Regions from separate parts of the Mus musculus genome. Here all the other regions are linked to region 1. Evidence: chromatin contacts called from public Hi-C and HiChIP or PLAC-seq data. All regions are on one chromosome and are shown on one strand. The core of a region is the stretch at or near the end of the contact, and the rest is flanking DNA. Distances in the headings are between cores, read along the strand shown. Region 1 holds the start of Itgb7 (integrin beta 7). Region 2 overlaps Gm41404 (a long non-coding RNA gene). Region 3 overlaps Sp1 (trans-acting transcription factor 1).

What was found. Hi-C and Micro-C count contacts between places; a contact is called where the count stands out from the background. HiChIP or PLAC-seq counts read pairs in DNA pulled down with a chosen protein or histone mark.
Region 2: an HNF4G HiChIP or PLAC-seq map of pancreatic cancer cells shows a contact between it and region 1. The contact joins the enhancer-like site here to the promoter of Itgb7 in region 1. A contact is called at or near these places in 3 of 115 datasets of contacts at active chromatin or transcription factors (embryonic stem cells and pancreatic cancer cells) and 2 of 9 other capture datasets (adipose tissue and pancreatic islet).
Region 3: a contact with region 1 is called in a Hi-C map of bone marrow-derived macrophages, with 26 read pairs. The contact joins the enhancer-like site here to the promoter of Itgb7 in region 1. A contact is called at or near these places in 2 of 39 promoter capture datasets (the C10 cell line and hippocampal neurons), 15 of 484 Hi-C or Micro-C datasets (B cells, the BV-2 cell line, the G1E-ER4 cell line and 12 more), 5 of 115 datasets of contacts at active chromatin or transcription factors (the SCID.adh cell line, acute myeloid leukemia, bone marrow-derived macrophages and 2 more) and 3 of 9 other capture datasets (adipose tissue, liver and pancreatic islet).

What each region holds. Positions count from the first base shown.
Region 1 is chr15:102,229,176-102,233,819 of GRCm38.p6, reverse strand. It overlaps Itgb7 (integrin beta 7), which reads left to right and starts at 1,885. Exons shown (of 15, transcript NM_013566.2): 1 at 1,885-1,969.
Region 2 is chr15:102,011,277-102,015,920 of GRCm38.p6, reverse strand. It overlaps Gm41404 (a long non-coding RNA gene), which reads left to right. Exons shown (of 2, transcript XR_875679.1): 2 at 3,551-4,644. Among named protein-coding and RNA genes, the nearest start is that of Gm41404, 3.6 kb to the left of the region's middle. Within about 2 kb of position 2,155, at least 61 of the 459 cell types and tissues checked have an H3K27ac peak or open chromatin away from gene starts, as enhancers often do. A contact at or near this core is called in embryonic stem cells and pancreatic cancer cells, where this site is marked.
Region 3 is chr15:102,429,662-102,434,305 of GRCm38.p6, reverse strand. It overlaps Sp1 (trans-acting transcription factor 1), which reads right to left. Exons shown (of 6, transcript NM_013672.2): 5 at 4,150-4,349; 6 at 1-3,581. The coding sequence ends at 3,274. Among named protein-coding and RNA genes, the nearest start is that of Amhr2, 13 kb to the left of the region's middle. Within about 2 kb of position 2,060, at least 3 of the 459 cell types and tissues checked have an H3K27ac peak or open chromatin away from gene starts, as enhancers often do. A contact at or near this core is called in bone marrow-derived macrophages, where this site is marked.

The DNA of each region.
Region 1 (4,644 bases), core at 636-3,135:
AGAACACAGTTCTCCCCATAGCATGGCATGACATGGCATACATAGTATAGCATAGCGTAGCATAGCATAGCATAGCATAGCATAGCATAGCATAGCATAGTATAGCATAGCATAGCATAGCATAACATAGCAGCTTCACTCCGGGCTGCTCTAGCTGCACTCTTTCCCAGACTCACCTCTATCCTGGCTCCTGGACCCCCAGTGGCACCCCCAAACCTAGCCATCTGCCTCTCTCTAACTTGCCAACTGTCTAGACCCTTAAAGCCTCCACCTCGGGCTGGTGAGATGGCTCAGTGGGTAAGAGCACCCAACTGTTCTTTCGAAGGTCCAGAGTTCAAATCCCAGCAACCACATGGTGGCTCACAACCATCCGTAATGAGATCTGACTCCCTCTTCTGGTGTGTCTGAAGACAGCTACGGTGCACTTACATATATTAATAAATAATAAACCTAAAAGAAAAAGCCTCCACCTCTTATCCCCTTAGACTCCTCACTCCTACAGTTATTGCCTCTCTCAGTGATAGAGACCAAACCTAAGGCCTCCTGAAAGCTGGGCAAGCATCTTGACACTGAGCCGCATCCTCACACACCCTTCTTACTGTACCAGATGGTCTCTTAAATAGACACCGTCTTATTTTTTTATGGTGATCTATAAAATGGCAGCCATAGGAAGTTCTCCCCTCCTTCCGAACGTCACGAGTCCTTAATCCAGTCCCACATGCTGTGGTGACCCCAACCAGAGTCATTTTCACTGCTACGTCATAATTGCAATTTTTGTCACTGCTATGAATCGTAATGCAAATATCTGATATTTCTGATGGTCTTAGGCAACCCCTGTGAAATGGTTGTTCAACTCCTATGGGGTTGTGACTCACACAGGTTGTGAAACCCTGGATTAAAGAATACAGCTAAGGAGTTTTACTACTTCATGCTAACGGAGAGAGAGCCAGGATTTTAACTCAGGCAGGTTGGCTTCAGAGTCCAAATAGCTTAGCTGTGGTACTCTCAGGAGTCGAGACTTCTAGGGAAAGACCTTGATTCAATCCAGGTTATAATTAGTTAAATTTATTGATACTGGTAGCAGGACAGCAATCTCTGAGCCAAATTAGAGTCTGCCACTCAAAGGGGAATAAGGGATGAGGAAAGGATTTTTAAAAATGAAGACCACAAGACCTTGAGTATCTGCATATGCAAGCCAAGAGCTGTTTTGCTCTGCCAAGAGGTAGTAGTCAAGGGGACCTCAAAGTAGTCCAGAATGTCTGCACAAGAATGTCAGAGAAAACAAAACAAAACAAAACAAAACCAACAACAGCGACAAATACCGATTCTATCAAAACAAGTACAGATGTAGGCTTGTGGGTGAAGGCCGGTGTGTCAGGGTTACTGGGAACTTATTTTCCTGGCAAATCAAAAGACAAGTGGCTATTGGAACCAAGATGGATACCTAGCACGAAAGGCAGTCATCACAACTCAATGGCCCCTGAGTTTTCCAAAGGAACAGAAACCACCTTCCTTCATGTTTCTTCCTGTCTGCTCCTTCCTCTCTGTGATACTGGAGAGAACATTGAGTTTTGGAAGGAAGCTGAGTTGGATTTAGATTACAGCCCAGCAGCCCCTTGCTACCTGTGTGACATTTTGCAAAGTCGATCTCTCTTTAGAGTCTGGGCTTCAATCTCTGCGTCTGTGACATGTGTGGGGGCAGGGGTGGGGGCACCGCCACTATCCGGCGCTGTTCTGGTGACCCTTCCTTGTACTTCTTTAGCACAGGAGCAGTGCTTAGTAGATGGGACTCCTAGGTCCTTTCTTTACCCAGCCCACTCCTATCTGCTCCACCTTCTGCTAGATCAGCCACCCTCCAAGAGTCCCCCCACCCCAGGGTGTGTCACTTCCTCCTCTGCTGCCTCTCCATCTGTACACAAGGGCTGCCACTGCCACCGGCGGAGGAAGGGCTGCTCCTCCTCAAGCACCTGTGAGTACCCTCAGGGCAGCAGCCCACCCACCTCCTCCTCTCACCCAGGCCTACTTGTTCCCTACCTCTCTGTGATCTGGGCTCTCCAGTGCTCTGTCTAGTCTTGAGAAAGGCTCTGAACCCCCTTCTGCACTCCTATGGTCCCCACTATTTCTTTCTCGGTTATCCCAGCCTCCTGCTGCTCATCCATTTGTTTCTCCAGTGGAGCCAGAGGGAGGGAAGGAGATTGCGATGCTATACGTGAGTGTTTTCTGAGAGCTAAGGCTTACTTACTCTTGTGCTTCTCCCAGCATCTCCTGTCTGTCCCTGGCTGCTATCTTTGCAACTTGATGTTTTTTGCACAGTCCAGAAGTCTTCCCACTTGGCACCTTAGCCACAGACTCCACATTCCTGGTCTACTGAGGCTTGCACTGTACATGTGCATGCTCACACACATGCACACACACACACATGCACACGCACACATACGCATGCGTGTGTGCATGGAAGGAGACAGGCAGCAGGTGGCAAGATACATGGATTGCCAAAGAAGGGAGAAAGGGACAGAATTGAGAGGGGCAGGAGAGGTCATGTATGAGTTCAGAGCCCCCTTTAGGAGAGATGAGTGGACTTGATGTCTCTGTCTTGTGGGGGGAGTGGAAGTGAAGCCCCATCTATGAGATGAGTCAGAACTAAATTTTGTGCTGCAGAGTCTCGAGCCTCCCTGACCACAGCGCAAAGCACGCAGGTCTGAGGTTTCAGTGAGGTTAAGCCTGGGGTCAGCCTCTCCCTGAGAGCAGAAGCTCTGTAATGTACTACACCCATCTGAGGTCACATGGGGTGGTGAGCAGGATGGGGTGTTCAACGGCTCAGTACCCCACCCTTCCCCATACTCCCTGTAAAGAGCATCAGTACCTGAGTCTGGACCCAAGCTGAGGGGGTTGTGGTTGCTGGCTAGCAGGCTCTTGTACACTGCTGGTGGCCATGGGAACACCATAGCACAATCCCTAGGGAGCTTACGCTGCAGTCTCTACTTACCAGTGTTGCCGGCGGGTACTGCCAGTCTTCCAGAGGGTTCCTTGAGAGTCATCTGCACGTGTGTGATGGCTGCATGTGCTTTCCTTGTGTGTGTGTGTGTGTCATGATTAGTCACAGTAGGCAATTAGAAACCATTACATTTTTGAGACTGGAGAGAGCATTCGGTGGCTAAGAGCACTTGTTGCTCTTGCAAAGGATCCAGGTTTGACGCCCCCCTCAGCACCCACATATTGCTTAACAACCATCCATCACTGCATTGGCAAGGGACCTGATGCTTCTGCGCTCTGGGGGCACGCGTGACGTTAGACACATCAAGGAGAAGGAATTAATCCGACCAAAAAATATTAAAATCTAAAAGAAAGAGAAGAAACTATGAAGGTTTTAGGTGAAGTCGAAGGTGGAAACGAGGGGTTTTAACATGCTTGTCAGATGCTGTGCTAGACATCCATCAGACCCCAGATAATTGAATGTGACGCCCATCATTTTAGGTTAACTACTTGTTAACTCACACAGAGGGAGTTTATAAGGAATTACGGGATCTCTCTATGTAGTCCAGGCTGGTCTAGAACTCCTTATGTAGACGAAGCTGGCCTTAAACTCACAGAGATCCACCTACCTCTACCCGCCCTGCGCTATCAAACATGGCTCTGCAGCTCCAGTTCTGGTTTACTAATGCTTAGCTTTATGTTACTACCACACACACACACTCTCTCTCTCTTTTTTAAAGATTTATTTATTTTATATATGTTAGTACTCTGTTGCTGCCTTCAGACATACCAGAAAAAGGCATCATATCCCCTTATAGATGGTTGTGAGCCACCATGTGGTTGCTGGAAATTGAACTCAGGACCTCTAGAAGAGCAGTCAGTGCTCTTAACCACTGAGCCAGCTCTCCAGTCCCCATATTGTCTTGAATAATGTAGCATTATTAATTTTGATTAATGAAAATGTCTTTTGAGACATATGGTCTAGTCTGGTCTTGTTCTTCGGCCTCTATCTCCAGGTATTGGTATAACAGCATGCATCATCCTAACATCTTTTATTTTTGACTCACTGCCTATTTGATTTTTATTCATTAAAAAAAAAAATCTCTAGTCGGGTAGTGATGGCACACTTCTTTAATCCCAGCACTTGGGAGGCAGAGGCAGACGGATTTCTGATTTCAAGACCAGGCTGGCTTCTGCCTCTCAGGTGCTGGGATTAAAGCTGTGTACCACTATGCCCAGCTGGGCCTGATTAATTTTAAAATTAACCAATTGACTAAATTTTGACTTCCTACAGCTGAACTCTCAGCCACAGGAAATTTGGCTGGGTATGGCCACTCACACCTGTAATCCTAGCACTTGAAAGGGCAAAGATGCCGGGCAGTGGTGGCACACACCTTTAACCCCAGCACTCAGGAGGCAGAGGAAGGCAGATTTCAGAGTTCTAGGCCAGCCTGGTCTACAGAGTGAGTTCCAGGACAACCAGGGCTACAAAGAGAAACTCTGTCTTGAAAAACAAACAAACAAACACAAACACACACACACACACACACACACACAAACAAAAAACTGAAAGGGCAAAGACATATGTTCAAGCCCAGCCTGGGCTACACAGTGAGGCTCAGGCCAGCCAGGTCCCTGTCTCCAAAACACCAACACCAAAGCAGCAACAGA
Region 2 (4,644 bases), core at 906-3,405, 220 kb after region 1:
ACTGAGAAAGTAAGTTGAGGCAGACTAGCCTGGATCTTTTTAGGTAAGGGAGGGAAACAGGAGAGAGGGGCCAAGAAAATTCTTTGTTTCTTTCTTTTTTGAAACAGGGTTTCTCTGTGTAGAACTCACTCTGTAGACTAGGCTGGCCTCAAACTTAGAGATCTGCCTGCCTCTGCCTCCCGAACGCTGGGATTAAAGGTGTGCTGTACCAGCCCTCAACCGAGGAAACCTTATAATTGTGTACTTTATCTTACACAAGAGAGAACATAGGCAACAGGCCCAAGCCAAAGCTGATGCCTTCCTCATGCTGTCTGCTGTAGATCAGCAAGTAGCTCCTCCATGTAACTCAGCACCCCAGAGACTCACTGGCACCGGAACTCAGCTTAGTCCGGTCCCAAGTGGAATTTTCTTGCTAGTTTACATTGTTCTAGATTAAGACAATTCTCAAAACAAAAAATTTACTGCATTTTGTTTAAAAGAAAATACCCCCCCCCAGGTGTGTTTGTTTGTTTATTTTTTGAGACAGAGTTTCACTAGGAAGCCCTGGACTAGCCTGACACTCTATACACCAGGCTGGCCTGTGCCTCCCTAATGTTGGGATTAAAGGCCATATTCCACCACCCTGGCATTATATTTTAATTAATTAAATAATTTAATTAGTGAATGTGTGTGTCCACATGGACACCATGGTGTGCTGGTGAAGGACTAAGGACAAATTGGGGAACAACTTTTTTTTCTCCTACTATTTGTGTCCCAGGGATCAAACTCAGGTCTTCAGGCTTCGTGGTGGCAATGGCTTTACCTGCTGAGTCATCTTCCTGACCGGAATTTTGTTTAATTTGAGTCATAACTCCCCAAAACAAATGGATTTTGACCACAAATCCTAGTGTTCTTTGGAAGTGTGTGGTGGGTGGATTGGCAGATGAGAGAGGAAGTGAAGATAGCTAGTTTGGGGGTGAGTGGGAAAGGTGGCTTATCTATGTTTAGGGTTCCCCCCCCCCCCCGGCCTCCCCCCTCCCCCGCTCTAGTCTCTGGACACCACCTCCCTTATCAGAGGTGCTGGCTGGTCATAGTCTGGGTGCTGACAGATCCAGAGAAGAGGGAACCCAACTTTGGGTATTGGAGCGGGGGTGGGGTGGGGAGAGGTAGGGGGTGAGAGGGGTGGGGAGAGGGGGGAGGGGGAGCCAGAGAGAGAGGGAGAGGGGGAGGGGGAGGGGGAGGGGGAGGGGGAGAAGGGGAGGGGAGAGGGAGAACCATGCTTCTGCCCAGGTACAGTATGCTCTATGGCCTCAGGGGATGTCCCTGGAGTCCGCTCTTCCACATCCTCATCTGTGAAAACAGGGTGTTTGAACAGTCTTCCTGGTTTTAGCTGAGAGGTTTTAATGGGTTATAAAGCAGACACTGTGCGGGAGAGTACCGGGAGCAGAGGAGACAGGGCCCAGTTCAGGCATTCACTGGCTTCTAAATTTTAACTGCCAGGCTCGGGACCCTTGGCTTATTTCTCATCCATGGTATGGATTACAACCTTAAGGAAACCCTAGGCGTACCTGTGCATACCACATGCCCAACCCTGTGATGTCCTGTGGAGCCAAGGCTACACAGTAGAGGCTCTAAGCTGGTAGGCCAGAGGGAACCCATGTTGGAGGCTTCCTGGGGGAGACTGTAGGCAAGGCCAAGGTAGAGGAATGGGTGGATAGGGCCTTAGGACTGCAGAGGTGGAATGTTCATGGGAAGCTGTCAGTCAAAAGGGACAGGCTCAGGCCACGGGGGGGAGGGGGGGGGAGTAGGGAATGACTGGGCGTGGAGGACATGGTGCCATGGGCCCATGGGTCTACGAAGATGTCTAGGAAATCAGGGGAGGTGCAGTTGGAGGCTTTGGAGTGAGGGACACTGGTTTGGAAGTGAAGAGTCCCCTCCCCTCTCCTGTTGGGGCGGTCCCTATGCTTTCTGGGTTCCTGAAGCTGGTTTTCTGTCACCAGTAACTCTTGGTGGCCCCTAGCTGTCACCTGGGAAACCAGGGCAGGCTAGGTGGGTGATACGTTGGGGACTGGATGACAAAGTTCTGTCAGGAATGCAGAAACTGCAGAGTGACTCCCGTTGCCATGGGAACATACCTAACAAGTCTCAGAGGCTAAACTGGCTCTGGCTGGCCTTGAGCCAGTCCAATCTCACTGTCTAAGTCAACAGATTTCTTTCTCTGAGACCTATGAATGGGTCACTGTGTGAGGATTTGGAGTTATCTCAGCCCATAGAGACCAGGGAATGTGAACGATAGGTGTGTTAAAGGGTAGTGAGGAGCAGGTTAGTTCTTTAGCTAAGCTAAGCCTCTCTCTCTCTCTCTCTCTCTCTCTCTCTCTCTCTCCTTCCCTCTCTCTCCCCCTACCTTTCTCCTTACTTCTTTCCTCCCTCCTCCCAGGTAGGAATGAAACCCACCTTCATTCTAGGAAGAGCCCTACCACTGGGCTGTATTCCTAGTCTGGTCCGTCTGGTTTTATCTCATGGTAGACAAGGCCAAGTCAGCCACTGGACCCACTCAACCAGCATGTTCCAGAGTTCAATGAGATGGTTTTCTAGTGCAAAATGTATGCAGTTTGCAAGGCAGTCAAGGTTTCTGTCCCACGTAGCATTCCACAGCACTGGGCAGAGGTCCTTTACTCATGCTGGAGTCCCTCAGTGGGGATAGCTTAGAGACTGGGCAGATAGTGACTGTGTGACTTGATGTGATCGATTTGTGTGGCTTTGGATTTGAGAGCATTTTCTTTGTGTTCTTGACAAGCACTGCTTTTTTTTCCCTACTATTGTTTTATTTTCTTAATTACATTTATTTCTATGTGCATACATGTGTACATAAGAGGGGAACATGTCCTATGGGTCTTGTGGAGTTCTTTTCTGCCACAAGGGGCCTGTAGGTTTGCCTCAGGTCACCATTGCCAGCCCGACTATTGCCTCCCTCCAGCCCCAGCAGGGATTCTCTGTGTAGCCCAGGCTGTCCTGGTACCACCACCCAGCTTGACTATTGCTTCTTTTATTTGGACACATTTCCTAAGTGGAACCACGGTAGAAATTACTTAGAGGCTTTGGAAGTCGCCTGGGCCTGGGCCTGGGCCTGAGCTCTGACCATATTACTCTGGCAGGAGGAATTTTGAACTTTATTGTTTGTATTTGCAAGTGGGAATGCTGCCTCTCCCACTGGCTGTTTTAGGATCATAAGTAACATATGCAGGAAAAGAAAGGACACTGTGACACTTAGAAGCCAAACAAATGAGAGCCACCACTGCCACTGCCACTCTCCTGCCCACCCTCAGAACTGCCTTTACCACTGGCAGGGACCAGGTCACAGGCAGGGCACCATTTGCATGGCTTGCTCCCTAGGGACTGGATTTGCAAGCGTCTGCTTTGCATGGAGGGTGATTTTTGCCTGTTATCTCTTCATTACAACCCTGTAGAATCCTCTCTCTTTCTCTCATCCCAGTTGCCAGCTCCTTTTGGGTGGTCTCAAGCCTTCTCCTGAGCAAACTCTCCTCTTCAGTCGTCTCTTGTCGCCCGGCAGGTGCTGCAGAGAAGACACTCATCTGTTCCAAGGAGACTGTTTCATGCAGAGGGTGCCATAACAGTCAAGCTAATGTGACCTGAAGCCCATGACTGTGCTCCAGCCTGTCCCCTCTCTGAAGGATGGACAGACAGACATATGTACATTTCTGGTTGGTGAAAAGGGATCTTGGAAAGGCTAAGTAACCAGCTCACCTCACACAAGAAACTTCTCATTGCACCTGTCCTGGGCTGCAGCGGGACACTAGAACTTTTGAGAAAAAGCAGGGACCCTCCCCTAAGTGCGAGGGGTCTGATAGGTCCCTCGCCTATCTCAGCTGGGTGAGCTTGGGTGCACAATGCCTCCTAGCCGCTATTTAGTGCTGTCCTGCTTCTTCAGGCCAGTTGTGAAAACTAGGTAAGAGCAGAAAAGCTAGGGATGTAACTCAGCGGTAGAGCAGGAGTTCAGCATGCCCCAAGTCCTAGGGCTGATGCCTCCCTCCCTCCCTGCACCCCCCAAAAGAAAATGTCACCTTTTTCCAGTGTGGCATGATCAGCAGGGGAGAAAATAGGTCACCAGGTCACCATCATCAGCCTTTGCTAACTACTGAGTATACTCTGGCCTTTCACACACACACTCACATGCACACATATACACACAGACACACACACATGCACACACACATATACACATACCTGTCCCACCTGTTCCACTCTTCCCTAGGAATTTTGGGCTTGGCCCCTTGGCTTTTTACATTTTCATATCTTTCTAACTACCTTTTTTTCAGGTTTCTGATTTGTTGTTGTTCGTTTTTTTAAAGACAGCATCTCTATAAAGCCCTGACTGTCCTGGGGTGTGCTGTGTAGAGCAGGCGACTTCAAACTCACAGAGATCCACCTGCCTCTGCTGCTGTTCACACACTTCTGGTTTGTAGCTGTTTGTTGTGTTTTGTTTTTTGTTTTTGTTGTTGTGTTTGTATGGGGCTGGGATTGAACCTAGAACTTCACAGTGAACAACAAGTACTCTACCTCCAGCCTTTACACCTTACTTTTCTAGTCTGGGTGTGGTAGTGCATGCCTGTATTCCCAGCACTTGGAGAGGAAGCTGAGGCAGGA
Region 3 (4,644 bases), core at 811-3,310, 200 kb before region 1:
TAGATGTGGTGGCACACACCTGTAACCCCTAACACTTGAAAGGCCAAGGTGGACAGATCGCTGCATCCTGGACTACATATAAATTCAGATCAGCCAAGGGTACCTAGAAAGACCTATTTCAAAACAAAAAACAAGATTATATTGGTGGTCACCCACCACTTTGCAAGGTGCCGTCATTTTTTTTAAAAATTAAGTGAAAAATCATGAAGGCTGGACATAGTGACATATACTTGTAATCCCAACACTTAGAAGGCAAAAAAATTATTCAAAATTCCAGGCCAGTCTGAGTTAACAGTGAATTCCAGGCTAGCCTGGGCTACAGAGTAAAACCCTGTCTCAATGAGACAAAACAAACAAAAAACCCCAAACAACAAAAATGTAATGAAAAGAATTTCAGAATCAATATGCATGCCAGTTATGTTAAATTCTGAAGGCCAAAAGTTTGGGGAAAGGTTATTTTTCAGTCATGAGACCCTGACTAGAGGAATGTAGTCTCTTAACTTTAGAAAAGGCTGAGCGGCTCACAGACAGGGAGACAAGAGCGGAAACTGATTCCATTTTATGGTCAAATAAGACACCGGAGAAGGAAATTTAAAAAGCAGAAAGAATCTGATGTAAATTAATTCATGGTAATGTGTTAATGTAGCAGATGCTGAGGGTCAATCATCAGCTTTTCACCCAAGAGAGAAAACACCATCAGATAACTTATCCAAAGGCTTATAGTCCTCAGCATCTCGAAGCCGGCTTGTAACTAATCACCTCATACTGAACAAGATTCTATTTCTTGAAATTTTCTAGCAAAATACTGCACACTCCACTGAGTTATCCTGCCCTCTTCCTCCAGAGATGCAAAGTACATGATTATAAATGTAAAATAACACGGTTTGTTTGAGTTCTGCTTTTCTTTAGGAATAAAAGGTGTGATGGTGGCTGAGGACAGATAACTTTTACGTCAACATTAATAACATGTGATTTGGGGACAGTCCCTTGAAATATTTCCTGAGTCTTGATAACAGTATTAAGTCTGCATAGAAAGGACCAAATGGAATAAACTAATGTTAGTATTTCAAGCTAACAATACCATAAACTTATCAAGAACCTAGTTTAGATGGAATTTACATAAAATGTATAATAACACTATAATCTATTTGTAGCCAAGATAGAGAAGTTAGAATAAGGAATCCACTATAGATTTGGATGTTGATTTCATTTTCAAACACAAAAATAGTTTCTTCTTTAGAAAGTGCACTAGGATATCCCCCCAACCCCATAACTGTTAACCGATTTAGCATAAGCAGAGAACTGACCTTAGGAACATACCCAAGTTTTATGACCAATTTCTAGATACTGGACCTGAAAGGCGTTTTGATCTGAATTTATTTTCCAACAATTTCAAATATAAGTTCTCATCTGCATGTAGATATATACAGGCACAAATACATTCACACGCAGTCATACAAAAACAATTTAGTTTCTCTATCAGATCAGGGTAATTTTTTATTGCAGGTCTCTTTAAATATTGGCTAACAGAAAACCTATCCCCAACCTAACAGATCTCACACATACACTCAACCACTCCCATACTTCCTCACAGTGAAAAGCTCTCTGACAAGATAGCACAAGGTCTAGAGAGACAATGCTTTAATGGCTGGGCCTTGAGGACAATTCTGGTTGCATTTAAGTCTCAGTGCCAAACGCACTGAGTTTCCCTGCCGATAAAATGTTTGGATCAGTCTCTTCTGGAATCAGGCCATAGAGAAAGCAGGATAATTTCTCCCAGTTTCTCCTATAATCCACAGTGGTAAGACAAGATTTCTTTTTGTTCTGGGCTATCGTTCCCATGATTGTGTGCTTCCCTTTCCCTTAGGAACCACCCAAGTATATCTAAGGAAGAGTTAAGGGGGACTTTTTTTTTTTTTTAAAGAACCACTTTTGCCACTGGCACAAGTTTTGCACTCTACAGGATGGAAAATCCAAACAGGTTCACTGGCTGATGCTCCTTAACATTAAAACAGTAATAGGAAGGAACTACAGAAATGTTCAAAAGAGGAAGTGTACTTCCTTTCAGAGTGTGAACTCAGAAGCCCATACATTGAGGCTTATAGCTATTTGGAAGACAATGATACTGAAATCCGAATAATTCCACTAACTTCTGAACCCAAGACTAAGAGTTATTTCCTTTTCTGAGAACATCTTTTTCATACTGAAAGCTGCTGCCTACTATTTGACCATTTTGGAAGTATATCTCCTTCAAAGGGCCTCTTGTACAATTCCACAGAAAGACTTCTGATTTCTGATGTTTAGAACAGCTAAAAAAGGGAGATGGTTTTGACTCTCCAGCACTAAGGTGCTTGCGTCAGTAGTATTTTGAACACTCCCTCCATAGCTACTTCAAGCATCAGACTATACTTCAGGCTTTTCCACTCTGTTGCTGGAACTAAAGTCTTTAAAATATTAACACAAGTGCCTAATCCAGGAATCACTGTCAAAAACAACACAGGAAGTGATCGTGTGAGGAAAGGGAGACAAGGATTAAGTCAGGAAAGGAGTGCAAGGAGCTGATCCCAAATAAAATAACAAAATTAAGAAAGAAGACACATTATATATGTATATATGAACTAAAAGCAGAAAGTATGAATGCTTACTCTGGTGGGATGCCAGGACAACATTTATAAGGAAAGCTTGATGTGTCATGATAAGGCTCAGCCATTGAGAAATAAGGCAATTTTTTTAAAAAAAAGAAAAGAAAAGAAAAGAAAAAAAGACCAAGGTATTTTGGTCACAGAATGGTCTTTTTCCTCCTCCCAGCCAGCCCCTGTGAAAGCATCTCTATATATTTTTTAATATATATATATATATATAATATAGAATCTGTTTTTGTTAAAAAGTATTTCAATGATCATATATATTTATCAAGGCATGATGGCTTTAGGAAAAGGGGGGGGGAATCCATCATGGGAGAGCTAAGAGGGAAAAACAGGAAGAGGAGGCTGGGGTAAGAAGTGTAAGAAGAACCTGGGATGAGATAAATGCTGATCAAAGGGTGGCACCAACAGAATTTTCACTAATATTTTCCATTTTCAAGGAGTCACCAGTGACATTGGGTGCCACAATCCCATCTCTTTTTTTTGTACCATCTCCCAATTCTTCCTACCACCAAGCACATTAATGCCTCATGGCTCTCTCTTCCAGATGTCTCTTGGACCCATGCTACCTTGCATCCCGGGCTTAGTGGGTATTGGCCCATATGTCTCTGGCACTGGGTGTCTAATCTTAGAAACCATTGCCACTGATATTAATGGACTGCAGCTCTGTCACCTGCATGACGTTGATGCCACTGTTGGCAAGACGGGCAATACCCTCTGGACAGATGGCCTCCATGGCTACCATATTGGTGGTAATAAGGGCTGAAGGAGTGGCAGTGCCTTCTGAACCTGCCCCACTGTCCAGGGGCAATGTGCCCACACTCAGGGCTACACCTGGGCCTCCCTTCTTGTTCTGGTGAGTCTTGATATGCTTTGACAGGTGATCACTCCTCATGAAACGCTTAGGGCACTCAGGGCAGGCAAATTTCTTCTCTCCTAGTTTAAAAAAAAAAAAAAAAAAGATAAATTAGCCAAAAAGCAGTCAGAACAAAGTTGAGGTTGATGTGTATCCTTCTGGACTAATTCAAGTACTCTTGGAGACACGCTTAGTTTCACATATACATTGTTTAGGAATTTCAGTTTGCTTCATGGGCATATCATTTCTTTTTTCTTTTCTTTTTATGGTTTTAGAGCTTTATTATAGAAAGACAGAAAGAGAGAAGGTAGAAAGAGAGAGGACTGCCATGGCCAAGTGGAGAAAGGAGGGAAGGGAGGGGGAGAGCTGGAGATGAGAATAAGAGAGGTGAGAGCTTATGAGCTCATTTCTTTCTTTCTTTCTTCTTTTTTTTTTAAAGATTTATCTATTTTATTCATGAATACATTGTAGCTGTCTGAAGAGGGCATTGGATCCCATTATAGATGGTTATGAGCCTCTATGTGGTTGCTGGGAATTGAAATCAGGACCTCTGGAAGAGCAGTCAATGCTCTTAACCACTGAGCCATTTCTCCAGCCCTCATTTCTTTTCTGTCTACTACTTTCCCTTTTCCCTTGGGTCTTACTCACCTGTATGTGTACGTTTATGTCTCTGAAGCTCGTCCGAACGTGTAAAGCGCTTCCCACAATATGACCAATTACACATGAATGGCCTCTCCCCTGTATGCCAGCGCAAGTGTGCTCGGAGATGTGAGGTCTTGCCATATACTTTGCCGCATCCTTGGATGTGACAAATGTGCTGTTTCTTTTTGCCAGGATCTCCTGAGGCTCTAAAAATGAGAATATTATGATTTATCACTCTGGAGCTAGAAAGTAGGGAACCAAGAAATTAGAATAGTAATTGTCAGAAGCAATTACTTAACCCATTCCTTTGTTTTTGAGAAAGACTCTATGTAGCTCTGGCTGTCCTGGAACTTACTAAGTAGACAAGGCTGACCTCAGAGATCCATCTGCCTCTGCTTGCATAAAACTAGGTAGGATTAAAGGTATGTGTGCCATTATACCTGTCACTAGGACTTACTTTTATATGCCATTCCGAAGAAAGACACAAGTGGATCTTCGTGA